Regions from separate parts of the Mus musculus genome. Here all the other regions are linked to region 1. The links are chromatin contacts, called in public Hi-C maps. All regions are on one chromosome and are shown on one strand. Each heading gives the region's core, a stretch centred on a gene start, on an enhancer-like site or on the middle of the called end of the contact. The rest is flanking DNA. Distances are from core to core; before and after follow the strand shown.

Evidence for each region. Hi-C and Micro-C count contacts between places; a contact is called where the count stands out from the background.
Region 2: a contact with region 1 is called in a Hi-C map of the HPC-7 cell line, with 3 times the contacts expected there. The contact joins the promoter of 9630025h16rik here to the enhancer-like site in region 1. A contact is called at or near these places in 2 of 15 datasets of contacts at CTCF or cohesin (the G1E-ER4 cell line and pro-B cells), 31 of 484 Hi-C or Micro-C datasets (B cells, the Ba/F3 cell line, the C10 cell line and 20 more), 2 of 115 datasets of contacts at active chromatin or transcription factors (bone marrow-derived dendritic cells and memory CD8 T cells) and 1 of 9 other capture datasets (liver).
Region 3: a Hi-C map of Th1 cells shows a contact between it and region 1, with 4 times the contacts expected there. The contact joins the promoter of 1110032F04Rik here to the enhancer-like site in region 1. A contact is called at or near these places in 2 of 39 promoter capture datasets (hippocampal neurons and pre-B cells), 13 of 484 Hi-C or Micro-C datasets (B cells, CD4 T cells, CD8 T cells and 7 more), 3 of 115 datasets of contacts at active chromatin or transcription factors (bone marrow-derived dendritic cells, embryonic stem cells and forebrain) and 1 of 9 other capture datasets (liver).

Annotation. Positions count from the first base shown.
Region 1 is chr3:68,953,680-68,958,620 of GRCm38.p6, forward strand. All of the region lies in intron 8 of Ift80 (intraflagellar transport 80), which reads right to left. Among named protein-coding and RNA genes, the nearest start is that of Ift80, 48 kb to the right of the region's middle. Within about 2 kb of position 2,907, at least 47 of the 459 cell types and tissues checked have an H3K27ac peak or open chromatin away from gene starts, as enhancers often do. A contact at or near this core is called in CD8 T cells, the HPC-7 cell line, Th1 cells and 4 more, where this site is marked.
Region 2 is chr3:69,057,783-69,062,723 of GRCm38.p6, forward strand. 9630025h16rik (a long non-coding RNA gene) reads left to right here and starts at 3,080. Exons shown (of 2, transcript XR_867356.3): 1 at 3,080-3,286.
Region 3 is chr3:68,867,094-68,872,034 of GRCm38.p6, forward strand. It overlaps 1110032F04Rik (RIKEN cDNA 1110032F04 gene), which reads left to right and starts at 2,493. Exons shown (of 1, transcript NM_001167996.1): 1 at 2,493-4,941. The coding sequence starts at 2,615. The coding sequence ends at 3,358.

The DNA.
Region 1 (4,941 bases), core at 1,657-4,156:
CCTGTGACAGAGACAAGATGGCACAGGATGGTGGGGTTAACAGAATGGATGATCATTTAGCCCTGAGCTAATGTACACGGGGAATATAAAGGCGCAGGAGGAGCCTTCACTCTGTAACATACCTCTGGAGTTTTAACCCCAGAACTCTAGAAATACACCAAAGCTGCTCCCACACTAAGCAAAAATGTAATAAGTACTTTAAATTTCTTTAGAATAAGCGGCCACACTGAAAGCACAATATTTTTTAAAATTGGCTGAGACTGCCTCTACAAAGTGTTAACTCTGGGGGTGGGGAGATACTCAGGGGTTAAAAGCACAGCCTGCTCCTTCAAAGGACCCAAGTGTGAGTCCCAGCACTCACATGACAGCTCACAACCCTCCGTAAGACCAACTCCACAGGATCCAATGTGCTCATATGGTCTCCAAGGATACCATGTACGCATGCGGAACACAGACATACATGTAAGCAAAATACCCATAAACAGAGAATAAAAAATTGTAAGTGTTATGGTATGGAAGAAAAAGACAAGACTAATTTTCTTGCATTCTCTGAAGTTGTTTATGCAAGTCATTTCCCAACAGAGAAATACCTACTTAAATATAAGACAAAGATGAAAGTCTCAACAACTGCATCTTTTCTACACAACTCCTATACACATCATATATTATACTGCAAGGATCCTCAAAAGTACAATCTTTGGCCTAATTTAAAATTTTCAACTCATAAAGTAACATGCACATAAAGCTGGCTTAAAGTAAGGAGACAGAAGCAGTTCTTACACTCTATGGAAGACTGCTGCTTAGGAGTCGTCTCACATATTACCTCTTAACACGAGGCAAATTGCACTCTATATACATCATTAACAAGGAAAAGTTACACACGGCTGTAAGAAAGTGCCTGCAGGTAATGAATTATTAAATTTACTTTAATTGAATGGATGAGTAAATGAATAGAAGAAAGTTCAGAGAAAATGAGAATTACAAAAAACGTTATCTTCTACACAAGCAATAGCACCCCCTACTGACACAGAAGCTACACTGCTAGCTAATTTAGCCAAAAGTACCTCGCCTCTTCGGAGTTTTCTCCTTACTTCCTATTTTGTCAAATAACTAGTATAATTCATTAACACATTCTGAATGTTTACTTAAAATTACTATGTTAATTTGAATCACATTTTTAGATATCAAAGATAAAAATAAAGTTAAACTATAAGATAAAATAAAAAAATAAATATAAAAATAAAAGATAAAAATAAAGTTTATTATAGAACCTAGAAAAATACGAAAGCAAAAAATTAAATTTTATTCCACAAGCAATTCATTTATACCATGATTTATTTTACTGATCACCCAGTAATGTTCATTTTCTTGGCATATATATTTTTGCATTTCTTGATCATTTAACTTAAAATAATGCTATCTCAGGCTGAATAAATACCTCAATGGTTAAGAACATTTGGTTTCACAACTGCTTGTAACTGTCTTGCTCCAGGGGACCCAGTATAGTGTTCTGGCCTCTGCAGGCTCCCACACACATGTGGCATACACACACATAGATACACACATATACATAAACAGCTAAAAGTAATGCTCTTTCCTGGCTTAACTTTTTGTTCTTTTATTTATTTATTTTGGTGTGCACACATGGTGCTCCCGTGGAGGGGAGAAGACAACTGAGTTGATTCTCTCCCTCTGCCATGTGGGTCTTGGGGATCCGAGTCAGGTCATCAGGATGGGCAGCAAGGACCACACCTGCTTGATATCAGCGAACATTTTATATTTTCTTGAATGCATAACAGCTGTGTCAAAGTGTCAAATTATACTTGAGAAAACCTAAAGTGGATAATGCTTCTATCCATGTGCTACAAAGGAAGGCCATTTTCACATTTTCTGGGGAGTCAAAAATGTATTGCTTTGTCAATTTTAGATGCATAAAACTTGTTACTGAAAAGATAGTATTTCGGAGTTCTGGAGTATTTCTACTTAACTTCAGACTTCTAATTGGGTTCCTTTGGTTGGGTGTTGTGTGCCTTTAATCCGAGCACACGGAGAGCAGAGCCTGGCAGAGCTCGCTCAGTCCGAGACCAGTCTAGTCAACAAGCACTACACAATGGACCCAGGCTCACTGTCTCAAAATGTTTCTGTTGATTTATCAACATTTCTTTAATTATTTTGAGCACATGGCCTCTGTGTAACAGGCTCAGTGCTGGATATCTTAGGAATGGTTTTTGTCACCTTTTTTCCCCCTAAGAATGGGCCATTGTATTCCACTTTTTAGTATGTCTTATATCTTGAGGGTTTTTTGTGTTTTGAAAACTCATTTTTTCTTTTCTTTTAAAAACTGGATATTTCAATACCACCATGTGAATAACTCTGGAAAACAGACTCCTGATTCAGTCTGTGTACTTGCCTGATAGGAACAGCAGTCACCTGCCCATTTAGAGACTTTTCCAGACTGTTAGCCCAGAGACTATTCCTCTCCTGTCTGGTAACTGAAGTCTTCACTGTGGTATTCAACAGTCAGCCAATGACCTGACATAGCCAAACAGAAAGACAACGGCTACCATCCAACCTCTGCCCAGCTGGCTGTGCCTGGGGCACTCCCGTAACACCAAAGCACCACCATCAGGAACTCTGATGTGGCCTCTCCAGTTTGTGAATCACCCACAAGCCACCATCGACAGATGCTGCCTATCTTCCCTGGTCTCCTCATGTGTGTCTGACGCTGGCTTGTATGGTATAAACGATGGATTCCTCAGGAAAAATGAGAGCCCACTAAAGCCCTTGTTCTTTATCTCTCTTCCCCTCTTTCCTAGGTTTCTTTGGGATCAGTCTACTCCCTCCTTCATCTGCCACCCCTCACTCAATTGACTGCTGGTAGCCATTTGAGGAAGGAAGGCAGGCAGGCAGGCAGGCAGGCAGGCAGGCAGACCTTTTCGGTTAAGCACAAGCTTCCTTTCACATTCTTAACGAGCTGCAGGCAATGCATTTTAGGAAAACAGAACAACTGCCAATCAGCTTCCTACTCACAGATGCTCATTCCTCATTTTGCTAGAATACTACTATGATAAACCTGAGGTATATGTTATACAAACTCAGCATGCGTGCACAGTATCTATCAACGTCAACTGCTATAGGCAGGGTTCAGAGCAGAGCTGGCAGAGTGCTTGTTAGACATGCACAAAGCCCCAGCCCCACAAAGGCTGGCCACAACCCTGGCCAGAGTTTATCCCTAAACAGGGACAAGGGAAGGGAAGGGAGGAAAACAAATGCATGGACCAAAGACAAGCTAGAAGAGGACCACCCATAGCACACTCCCGTAAGTAACTCCAGTGAACTCACTGGCTAAGCAAGACCGACCTGGGTGGATCCTTTCCTTGGTCTGTTTACACTGTCATCTGGGGTGAGTAGATGTTTGTTTTGTGTTTCTCCAGGGGAGGGGGAAAAAAAATCACACAGCAAGTACTTCCCAATCAGCACTGTAAAAGCTGCCCTGGGCCCACGGTCCGCACTAAGAGCCACAAAGCAGCAGCTTCCAGCCTCCTTCTGATCGGAAATAAGATCATGAAGAGGTGGAGCTGGGAAAGGGGATTCTTGACAACTAGGTATTCAAGACCAAGGAGCACGCTCAAGCAACCCCTACACAAAAATGACCAGAACAAGAAAGAGTCTAAGCCTAAGGTAAGATTTCACTTAAGCACATTACAATTAGGGCTCCAAGAGCCCACAGTTCTGGACTCAAAGGCCTTAGTGGGAAGCTTATTATTCCACTAAACAGACATCAAGCTGCCCCCTAAATCTTTAGACCCATCAACTGTTTTTGTGCAGCTCTGAGACCTCCTGTGAGAAGTTTCGTCATGCAGTTAATGCTGAAACTCACAACTGGTTAACTAACATGAAGAAAGTGTCTGTGGTGTGCCCAGCCACAAATGGGACAGCTGTGTAACACTCCTTTCCCCAAAGGCTCCGGACCGTTGTGAAATAGGGGACAAAAAGACTGTAAGAGCCAGAAGTTGGGGAAGACTGGAGTGCAGCAGTGTCTTCTAGTCCTTCTTGGACAACTGCATTAATGGGCACAAGGCAATTGTGGTTATCTACACAAGATAGGTCTGCAGAAGAGCAAGCCAACTGACACTCCAACCTGCATGCAGGGCTCATGGACTCCCACTTTAGCTAAGGAGCCACTTCCACCGATGCTTCTAGGCGGGGAGAGTCCATTTTCTTTGTGAATGGAGCCCCCGGAGGCTGACCACGCTGCAGAGGACAGCCGCCCAAACCCTCAGTATAGGAACAGTACAAACTGGGCTTAGTAGGCTACTTGAAAATACTTCTTAAGGGGCTTAGAGAGATGGTTCGAGCAGTTAAGAGTGCTGGTGTTAAGAGTGCTCGTTACTCTTTAGAAGACCTGAGTTCGATTTCAAGCACGTGCATAGCAGCTCACAACTGTCTGTAGGTCCACTTTCAGGACATCTGGCACCCTCACACAGACAAAACACCAATGCACATGAAATAAAAAACAAATCGTTTTTTAAAAAGTCCTTTTAAAACTTTCATAGCCAGGAGGCGGTGGTCTACACCTTTAATCCCGGAGTTCAGCAGGCAGAGGTAGGTGTATTTCTGTGAGTTCAATGCCAATCTGGTCTACACAGCTAGTTCCAGGACAACCGAGGCTACACAAAGAAGCCCCATCTCAAAAAATAAAAAAATAAATATAAGTAAATAAATAAATGTAAAAGATAAAATAAAATTTAAAATATAGAGCCCAAGAACATACCTTTTAGCAACACCCAAAGAGCGCTCATGTACACTAAATTTGGGTAACTTGATTATTGTAATGTTCAAACAAAGTATCAATCAAAATAACAAAAAGTTAGAGTAATTTATGTCATATTATGTCATATTCAATTTACATCATATTAGGGGGTTATCTTCAAGGAATTC
Region 2 (4,941 bases), core at 1,830-4,329, 100 kb after region 1:
TTTGTTTTTGTTCTTCAAAACGAAGTTCTCAGTGTGACAGTCTGGATGTCCTGGAACTCACTTTAAGGACCAGGTTGGCCTTGAAATCACAGAGTACCACCTGCCTCTGCCTCCGGAGTGCTGGGATTAAATGTGTGTATCGGTCTCGCTTGCCTCTTACTGCTACATTCACAGTCTTCCTAACATACCCAGTGGAACTATGGGCAGGGCCTAGACTTCATTGCTTGGGAGACACAGGATCAGAAGAAAAGGAACTGGAAGAAAGGAGGAAATGGAGATGGGAAAAAGAGGAAGAGATGGAAGAAGAGGAGGAGGAGGAGGAAGAAGAACAGAAGGAGAAAGAGGAGGGAGAGGAAGAGGAAGAGGAAGAGGAGGAGGTGGAAGAGGACAACGGAGGAACGGGTGAGTAGGAAGAAAAGGGAAAGCTGGGTAACCTGAGAGGGAACAGGGAATGTTCTTGATGATGAGAGGCAGATGACAGAACATGACAGCACTTCCTAGCTGGGGACTGACCTGGCAAGGACTCACCAAGACAGGAGGCTGAGATAGCCCCTTAGAACTAAGCCAAGAGACGGCCTTCCTTGGTCAGTGCGGTGTCTAGGATAGAAGGCTTTCCACGAAGGGTCACTTCAACTTTGAGCCCCATCTAGGTCTAATGAGCAACATCTTTCAGTGGACAGTAACTGTCTTGAGAGGTGACACTGAGAGCCAGGGAGGTGCAGAGGCAGTGACAGCTCTTCACTGATTACTGCTGTCTTGCTATATAGGGGCAGCCACATTCTGCGAACAGCCAAAGCGCAGAGACGGCTAGACTAGAAACGTGGGAGAAAAGTGTGTGCTTTTACAGTCTTTTCAGGACTGGGGGCTAGGCTGATGGCTGTTAGGAACACCGTCTGTTCTTCTGACATTCCATGAAATGTAATTGTGATTGAGATATTTTGCACCTTTGCCAACCCATTCTCCCTTTCCTAGGAAGCCAGGCAGGCCGTATGTTGTAATGATTCTGGGGGTTTGCTACAGCCCCTTTACTACCTTTAAATATCTATTAGGATTCCTACCCCAAATCAGATCATTTAGTTCCCAAATAAAGGACGCAGAGACCTTTAGATTTAGGATAAGCGTTGGAGCATTAGAGCTGGGCAGATATCAACCCTCTATGCTATTCTGCTTCCCTGTGGTGACCCCTGAGATACAACTTGCCATGCTCCACCTAGGCCACTGCTACTCTATCAGCCATGTGCTCACAGTCTACCTACCCCATGGCAACCTTCCCTCCTTCTCTCTGGCTCTCTCCTCATGGTCTTTGACTTAGACCCCAAGCCTGGGAACCTTTGCCACCCTCTTCTCTTCTTCCCAGCCCAGGCTGTAGACATCTTTTTCTTTTTCTTAATTTATTTATGAGTGCACTGTAGCTGTCCTCAGACAAACCCGAAGAGGGCATCAAATCCCATTACAGATGGTTGTGAGCCACCATGTGGTTGCTGGGAAATGAACTCAGGATCTCTGGAAGAGCAGTCAGTGCTCTTAACCACTGAGCCATCTCTCCAGGCCCCTGTAGACATCTTTTTTTTAATCAACCAGAGATAACTTGGTGGGCAAGGTTTACATAGCATCATTTGATGTACATGAGGGTCTCCTGGTTAGGGAAACCAGATCTTAGGGGCCAAGTATTTAGTATTTGAAAACGTAGCTGCACCAGACCAACCCCCTACTGTCATACTCTTAGGAAATAAGTAACAACACACTGAATATATAGTTAAGACTCTCAAGTGTGGCTTCTTGGTAGACTATTTGCTAAATATGTGAGGTCCTGGATTTAATCCTCAGCACCAAAACCAGAAGATATATAGATGGATGGATGGATGGATGGATGGATGGATGGATGGATGGATGGATGGGACAGACAGACAAACAGATAGATACTGCTCAAATGGGTGATATTGGTAGTGAATGCACTGGAAACATGAAAGGCAAAGGTGAAGTCAAAGTGGTCTACATACATCAAAGAAAACTTCAGGAAGAACTAGAGTAGAGGAACCTCTTTCTACACAGTATCCTTGCTTACAGGGGTCCACTCTGGATCTTCTTCAGCCACACTTTAGCACAAGAGTAAGAGATCTCTGAGAAAATGCCTGTCCTGTCTTCTGGGCCATGCTTTATGTAGTAGGACCCCTAATTTCTGTAGACATTCTAAGCTCATTTCTAGAGTATGCACATGATCTTCACTGGGGCATCCACAGCCAGGGGAAAGACTGCAGTAACAGATATGAATCAGGGTGGATGTTGATGTAGTTGTGTGTTCTATAATCCCAGCTACTCCACAGGCTAAGTAATGGGAGGCTTCCTAAATCTAAGGCCAAGACCAGCTGGGACAATATAATAAGACCCATGAAGAATAAGGAAGAAAAGCCCAGTGGTACAGGGTTGGCTAAATGTTGGGGACTGACTCTTTTTACACTACTTCTCTCTTCTGCTATAGAGGAAGAACCCTAAATTAGAGCTCAGCCTTCCTGAAGATTACAAAGATGCCAGTTATGGGGTGTTATGAAGCAACAGCATCACAAAAAACGTATTAGTCGCCGGGCAGTGGTGGCACATGCCTTTAATCCCAGCACTTGGGAGGCAGAGGCAGGCAGATTTCTGAGTTCGAGGCCAGCCTCGACTACAAAGTGAGTTCCAGGACAGACAGGGCTGCACAGAGAAACCCTGTCTTGAAAAACCAACCAACCAAACAAACAAACCAAACCCCCAAAACCAAAACCAAAAAAAAAAAAAAAAAAAAAAAAAAACCCAAACAACAACAACAACAACAAAAAACCAAACAAACCAAGAAAACCAACAAAAACCCAAAACATATTAGTCAAAGGAGTAGGACAGAACAAATCTTTTTTTTTTTTAATGTTGTTATACATTAAAGTATTTAGACATTGGTAACACTGACTTAAATTTGTACTTCTGTTCTCAACCTGTCTTCGGTATGCTCCCCATCGTGGTATGGGCTTCAAATTAAACCCATCACTGGTTGTCCACTCCCAGAGACTCATGTGTTTGGGGCACTATTAGGGGTTGTGGCCTTAGAGTAGGCGTGCCCTTGTTGGAGGAAGTGTCAGTGTTGAGGCTGGCTTTGAAGTCTCATATATACTGAAGCTACTCTCAGTGCTGACTCAGTCCCCTTTTGCTGCCTATGAATCAAGATGTAGAACTCTAGCTCCTTCTCCAGCGCCAAGTCTGCCTGGATGCAGTCATGCATCCCACAGTGATGATATTGGACTAAACCTCTAAAACTGTAAGCCAGTTTCCTGTTAAATGTTAATTATGTTAGGCATAAATGTTAACATAATTATGTTAAAAATAAATGTTAATTATGTTAAAAATTATGTTAAATGTTGTCCTTTATAAGAGTTGCCATGGTCTAGGTATCTCTTCATAGCAATAAAACTGTAAGACAGAAGTTGGAACCAGGGGCTGGGTATTGTTCTGATAGGCCTGAATATGTTTGTTTGAAGAAATGCAGATTGGGGACTTTGGATTAGGAAACACTAGAATGCTTAAGTTGGACTTAACGGGCCAGACTAGTGGGAACATGGAAGCCAGTGGTGCTGACAGTGATTTCGACTGTGGGGGCCTGGTTCAAAGTTTAAGAGAATATTTTTAGTTTGTTGCCTAAAGACTTTTCTCATGATAATTTGGTGAAGAATGTGGCTGCTTTTTGCCCTTGTCTGAACAGTCCATCTAAGACTAAGGTGAAGAGATTTAGATTAATTGCATTGGCAAAAGATATCTCAAAACAGCCTAAAATAGATTCTGTATTATGGTTTACTCTCATGAAGAGCATTTTAATCAAACATTCCAAGCTGAGAAAGGAAAAATACAAAATATATGGTTCAACGATTAAAGGGGCACTAGAAAGTGGTATGGAGCTAAATATTGTGTTCAGGGAGATAATAGATTAAAGATTTAAGTGGCATTAAAGGGAGTGGGGCCTCTGGGCAAGATCCCACCCAGCTAAGCTTCTATCTTGTGAAAAGAATTAAAGAAAAGTTTAGGTCCAGGCATGGTGGTACATACCTTTAATCCAGCACTAAGGAAACAGAGGCATGAAAATCTCTGAGTTCAAGGCCAATATGGTCCAAACTGCCAAGTTCCATGACATCCAAGCTCAGGCAGTAAAGGAAACAATCAAAACCAGAAAGCTAGTGAAGATATAACTGAATAAGGGGGCCATGTTCAAGCCCCAGGCACCAGCAGAACTTGGCAGCTTTGTTTACATAGGTCTTTGGTGACAGGTACATTATCAAAAAGCACATTTTCAAAGGACTTTTTTCTGAGGATTAATTTTCAACTGTTTAAAATATTCAACAAACCAAACCCATCGGTCGTGGTACACACCTTGGGAGGCAAAGGTAGGGAGATCTCTTGAGTTCGAGGCCAGCCTGGTCTACATTGTGAGTTCCGGGACAGCTACAGCTACAGAGAAATGGTATCTCAAAAATCCCCAAACCAAACCAAACCAAACCAAACCAAACCAAACCAAACCAAACCTAGCTAAACCAAAAATAAAACAAAAACAAACCAACAAAAAAGAAACCATGTCATAGATAGATGCTGTCATTTAGTCATTGTTTTTCTGCTTATAAAACATAAACACAGGCAGTATAGATTTAACTGTTAAGGGCCCTAGGATCTTTGGAATGGTAAATGAGTTCTGGCTTTAAAGTCAGCAGCCATATTAGCTACTAGTAAGAGTAGTCTATCCTTTGAAGTTAGGCACTGTTTTCTCTGGTATCAAAATTCAAGCTGACATCTTCCAGTATAACAGTGTCCCATTTACATTTATAATTACTGACATGCAAAAGAGATCAGTAGAAGGCTAAGTAGATGGTGTAAATGTGGAAGTCTCTAAGAATGCTGGAGGTAGAGGGTGGGAGGCAGGGATGTTGT
Region 3 (4,941 bases), core at 1,243-3,742, 87 kb before region 1:
TTTGCAAGTTAGATATAAGCAAAGGCATCTGAGGAATGAACGCAGCAACGTGGAGCACTCGGATTGCTCTTCTTCCCTTCGGAAAGCTGCACACAATGCATTAGTCTGCAAATAAAGATGGATTAGGTGAAACCAAGGGCCCCGAGACTCAAGAGTGTCTGCAGAGGGGTCTAAGAGATGACACTTTGGGACTACCAGTTTGGAAAACAAAAATAAAAACTCCGTTCTATACTCACTTTCCTTTGCTTTCATGGAAGCAAGGCTTCTCAGTATTTCATTTTATACAAGGCCTGTGTTCTTTAACTGTGTCCTAAAGATCTGCCAACAAATTCTAACTCACTAAAAGAAGACAGAAGCGAAACAGGTTAAACGTCATTGTTTAGGGTCCAGTGAGATGCCTGGAACTGTAAAAGTGACCACTGCCAAGGCCAGAGACATGAGTCTGATTCCTGGGACTTCCATGGGGGAAGAAGATAATTCCCCCCCAATAAATATATAAAGTGTAATTTAAAATTTTAATGCCTTTGTTTCAAATTTCAAGACACCACCCAGCAGGCCGCCCTCCTCTTTTCATCAATCACAGAGTCCCCCCTCCCTTTCCTTCTGCCATTGCTTCTGCTAGGACTGGCAGAAATCCTAGGACCCCTAATTCTAAAAACCCAAGGAGACCCTGCACTTCTCTCATGGCATATCAAGCCATGAGCTTCCCTTAGCCTGAGACTATTAAACACATCAATTTTTATCTTAGCTTAGGGCAAGTTATGAAGAAGGAAGACATTTGGCATTTGTTCTCTCTGATCAGTTGAAACTGGTATGCAGAACTGGGGTCACCCCACTCTTGGGAGGCTATTATTTATTCATCAATTAGCAGGATTCCCCAAATACAGAACATACTCAGTATACATTCTCAATGTAAATTCGGGAAAGGAATGGGGGAGACTGAAAATAATACAACAGGCACTTTATCAGAGTCAATCTCTTGACTCTGACATTCCCCTATCTGGCTATAGCTTGAAAGCATTGTCGATTTAAGCTTTATGGACTAGGCCTCAGTCCTTCCCGCAGAGCACAGCCAGAGAATGCTTTGGCTTCACAAGAACTTAGCAAACGCCTGGGCTTAGGGAGGTTTCACAGACACTTCTCCTAGAAGAGAAAGCATCGTCGTTTTGAAGTTCAAGCAAAGCATGGTGTTCCCACCAAAAGAAGAACCAGAAGACTTTGCACTTAAGCTGGCCCATGGTTGACCTCCATTAACCCCACCCCATTCTGCTTGCTCTCCTCCTCTCTTCAGAAGAGAAAGCCTGGGTCATAGCTGAGTCTGTTCGGGCACTGTATGTCCTTTTACTTATTTTCTCACACCAACCTTGAAAATTCCCTATTAGTTTTCCTCGTCAGTGAGTCCTTCTGTGTAAGTGTGTCTGTTTTATACTGCCTCAACCAAAGCAGCTTTCTCAGGGGCTCCACCACCCAACAGATATATGCCCAAAGGGTCTGGATGCGCTGAGCTTTCCTCCAGGGGTGGGTGACATGAAGGGAAACGGACCCAAGTACTATTTGGAAACAAAGTACTTGTTTCCTTTAAAGTCAGATTTTGCAAACAAGAATAACCTTGAAAAAGACCTTCAGATCGCGCTCAGGAACTTGGCCAACCACTTACTGCTCCCCTCCGCCTTCCTACATAGGCTATTTATGCTGCAGGAGGGAGCCCCTGCACCCCACAATTCTGCTGTCCTCTTTGAGTACAGGAAAGCCGAGGGCTGGGTCAGGTGAGTCTCTGAGAACTAAAGGTCTTCTTTCTTCTCCTTGGTGAGCAGGGTCACCTCAACAGAGTGCTTCTCGGTCCCTCTGGGGCTACCTCTGTGGCTGTAACTTGAGCCTCTCCAAAGAATTCTTACCTGTTCTGGAGTTTCTTAGGGTCCGCGCTCCCCAACAACCTGGACCTACCTGTCAGCAGAACTATCCAGCAATTCCCACCCTAGAACCTTAGGGCAGCAATGGGGCTGCACTGGCCATTAATGGCCATCATTCATTTTTAATCAGAAAGATCACAAGAAAGATGGTAAGCGGAACCCGGTCCGAGTCAATTTAAATAATATTCCCGGGGAAATCCAATCACTTAAAACTGAGACACCTACGCTAGTGAGAGAGCGCGCCCCGCCCGTCTGGCGAGGAAGAGCGCGCCGGCTGAATTAATCAAGATCAAGGGGCTCCGGGGCTGAGAGCTCAGCCTTAACCCTTCCAGCGCCGCGGGGTACCCAGGTGCCGGAAGAAGAGCGCGGCGGGCAACGGCCGAGATGCCCAGAGAGACCCAGCGCAGGCCGGCTCTGTTCATCTCCGCGGCTCCGCACGCTTCTCCCGGGACCCTGGCGCCCAGGCGCTACGGCTCGAGGTCACAGGCTCCCGAGGCGGCGACAGCGGTGAGCAGCAGCCGCCTCCCGCAGCCTCGGCGCGCCCCGGGCTCCTCCTCCCGCCCCAGCGTGGCCAAGTGAGCACCGCTCGGGCCGCAGGTAGCCGGGGCGCGGGAGGCGGCGCGCGCGGGACCCATCGCAGCGCCGGGGCCAGACGGAGCTCCGAGCCTCGCGGTCCCGGACGCCAGCGGAGATCTGCGCCGGCCATGTGGGGTCCCGGGGTCACCGCCGAGGGCCTGTCGGTGGCTCCAGCGCCACCGCCGCTGCTGCCGCTGCTGCTGCTGTTGGCGCTGGCGTTGGTGGCGCCCTCGCGGGGCGGCGGGGGCTGCGCGGAGCTGGCGTGCGGTGAGCGGGAGCGCTGCTGCGACTCGGCCAACGCCACGGCCGTGCGCTGCTGCAAGCTGCCGCTCCACGCCTTTCTGGACAACGTGGGCTGGTTCGTCCGCAAGCTCTCTGGGCTGCTCATCCTGCTGGTGCTCTTCGCCATCGGCTACTTCCTGCAGCGCATCATCTGCCCCAGCCCACGCAGGTACCCGCGTGGCCAGGCGCGACCTGGCCAGGCACGACCCGGGCCTCCCGGGGGTGCGGGACCGCCGGGGACGGCGGGGCCACCCGACGACGACGACGACTCGCCCGCTCTGCTGCGCGACGAGGTGGCCGCGGGCTCGCAGGACTCACTGTTGGATAGTGGCGGTGGTCGGGGCCGAGGAAGTGGCGGACGCCTGCCTCCCTCCTGCGTTTCGGAGCACGAGCTGCACGTGGTGTCACCGGTGTTTCTCCAGCTGCCCAGCTACGAGGAGGTCAAGTACCTGCCCACCTATGAGGAGTCCATGCGGCTGCAGCAGCTCAGCCCAGCGGAGGTCGTGCTGCCCGTGTCGGTGCTCGGCCGCCCGCGAGGCGGCAGTGCCGGGGACTCCGACGGCGGCCAGGTCCGTTTCCCGCTCATCTGAGTTCAGGGAGCCTCATGGGGATCGCCCGGATCCTACAAGGTTGGGGGCTGCGGGTGGCACGCAACAGCTGGTGTGTTGGCGGCCGCCACTGACTGCCTCTGACCACACCTAGCATCCCCGTACAACCTGTAGCCCCGCGCCTGGGTTGGGGTCAGTCCCCTCCCTCTCGCTTCCCGGGGAATCTGTGGTTTTCTATGTTTCTTTGGGCTCAAGGCTGGGCAGCTCGGCGGGGCAATGGCTTAGGACTAGCCCCCAGCTCTTCTTGGACGGTCGTCCCCGCCCTCTGCCATGCCTCCCCTTGTGTTCACTGTAAGTGCCTGCTTCTCCAATCCAAAAGAACAGGTAAACCGTTTGGTGTGTTTAGAGACCAGCGGCTTGCTTTACTGTTGTTAAAAGGGAAGGAGCATAGGTCCATTCCTTGCTCTCCTGCTTGGACCGGTCACGGTCTCCCAGGACATAATGGTGAGGAGCCTTTGGCTCTGGACCACGACCAGTGACTGCTGCATGCAGTCTGTAGAAGCAGCGCTTGACTGTGATGCGATCCCTTGAAAAGGACCCAGAAAACCCTTTGGTGTCTTCCTGGCTCACAGTTTTGTTGGGGAAGGGGTACCATGATGGATGGCTTAGTGGCTGCATCTGTTCAAGATGTCCAGACCGTATTTGTAATGTGGTACCAGCGGACTTTGATTTTTCAGTATGTAGACTGTTTATCTTTGTCCTTTATTTTTATATTTTGTCATGCATTAGACAGTTCAACAAATTGACAAGATAATCAGTTTTGTTTTAGGCCAGTTACTGTCAAGAAATCGCCCACGTGCTGTCACTGTTTAATACAGTGTTGGACATCATTTCATTAAGCGGAGGTCAGGGTCAAGCAGGAAATGTGACATAAAAACATGAAGGATATCTTATTTTCACTATTTGAGAATATATTTTATTTTTAGTACTGAAGCATAATACATAACTTTTTATAATAACTGTGTACATTATGTAGCCTGGCTCTGAACTGTATCATTCATCATGGAATCATGTAAAAGGAATATATATATATATATACCACACCATGTAGCAAGATGGCTTGCCTGTATTTCCTTCTCTATTTTTCATCTGAGATACATTCTGCAATGTGATTCTAAACATAAAAATGGACTAGTAACTTTCATTTAAGTCTGAAACTTTTCAGTAATGTCCAAAGATGGATTCACCCAACCTATGTTTATTAAAATTAAGTGGTATCATTTTACTAGATTTACCATTCTGGGACATTCCCTTTAAGGAAAGGGTAATAAGACACATTTTAATGCATCATGTATAATGTACATATGGTAATGTCTGTGTACACTATATACATTGTATGCCATATAGCTGTGGTGGCTTACGGCTAGCATGGGAGGAAAGGGTGGCAAGAAGTCCAGCTTCCTCTGGAGAAGCGTGAAGTATACCAGTTGTCAAGAAAGATTACCCACATGGGTCTATGATTGAAGAAGCTGGGTGGGCCCAAGAAATCTCCAATTAGCTGGTTTGGATTTTTTAAAATGATTTGATTACTTTTAACTTTTAAAGGGTGATTGAAAAAGTCTGAT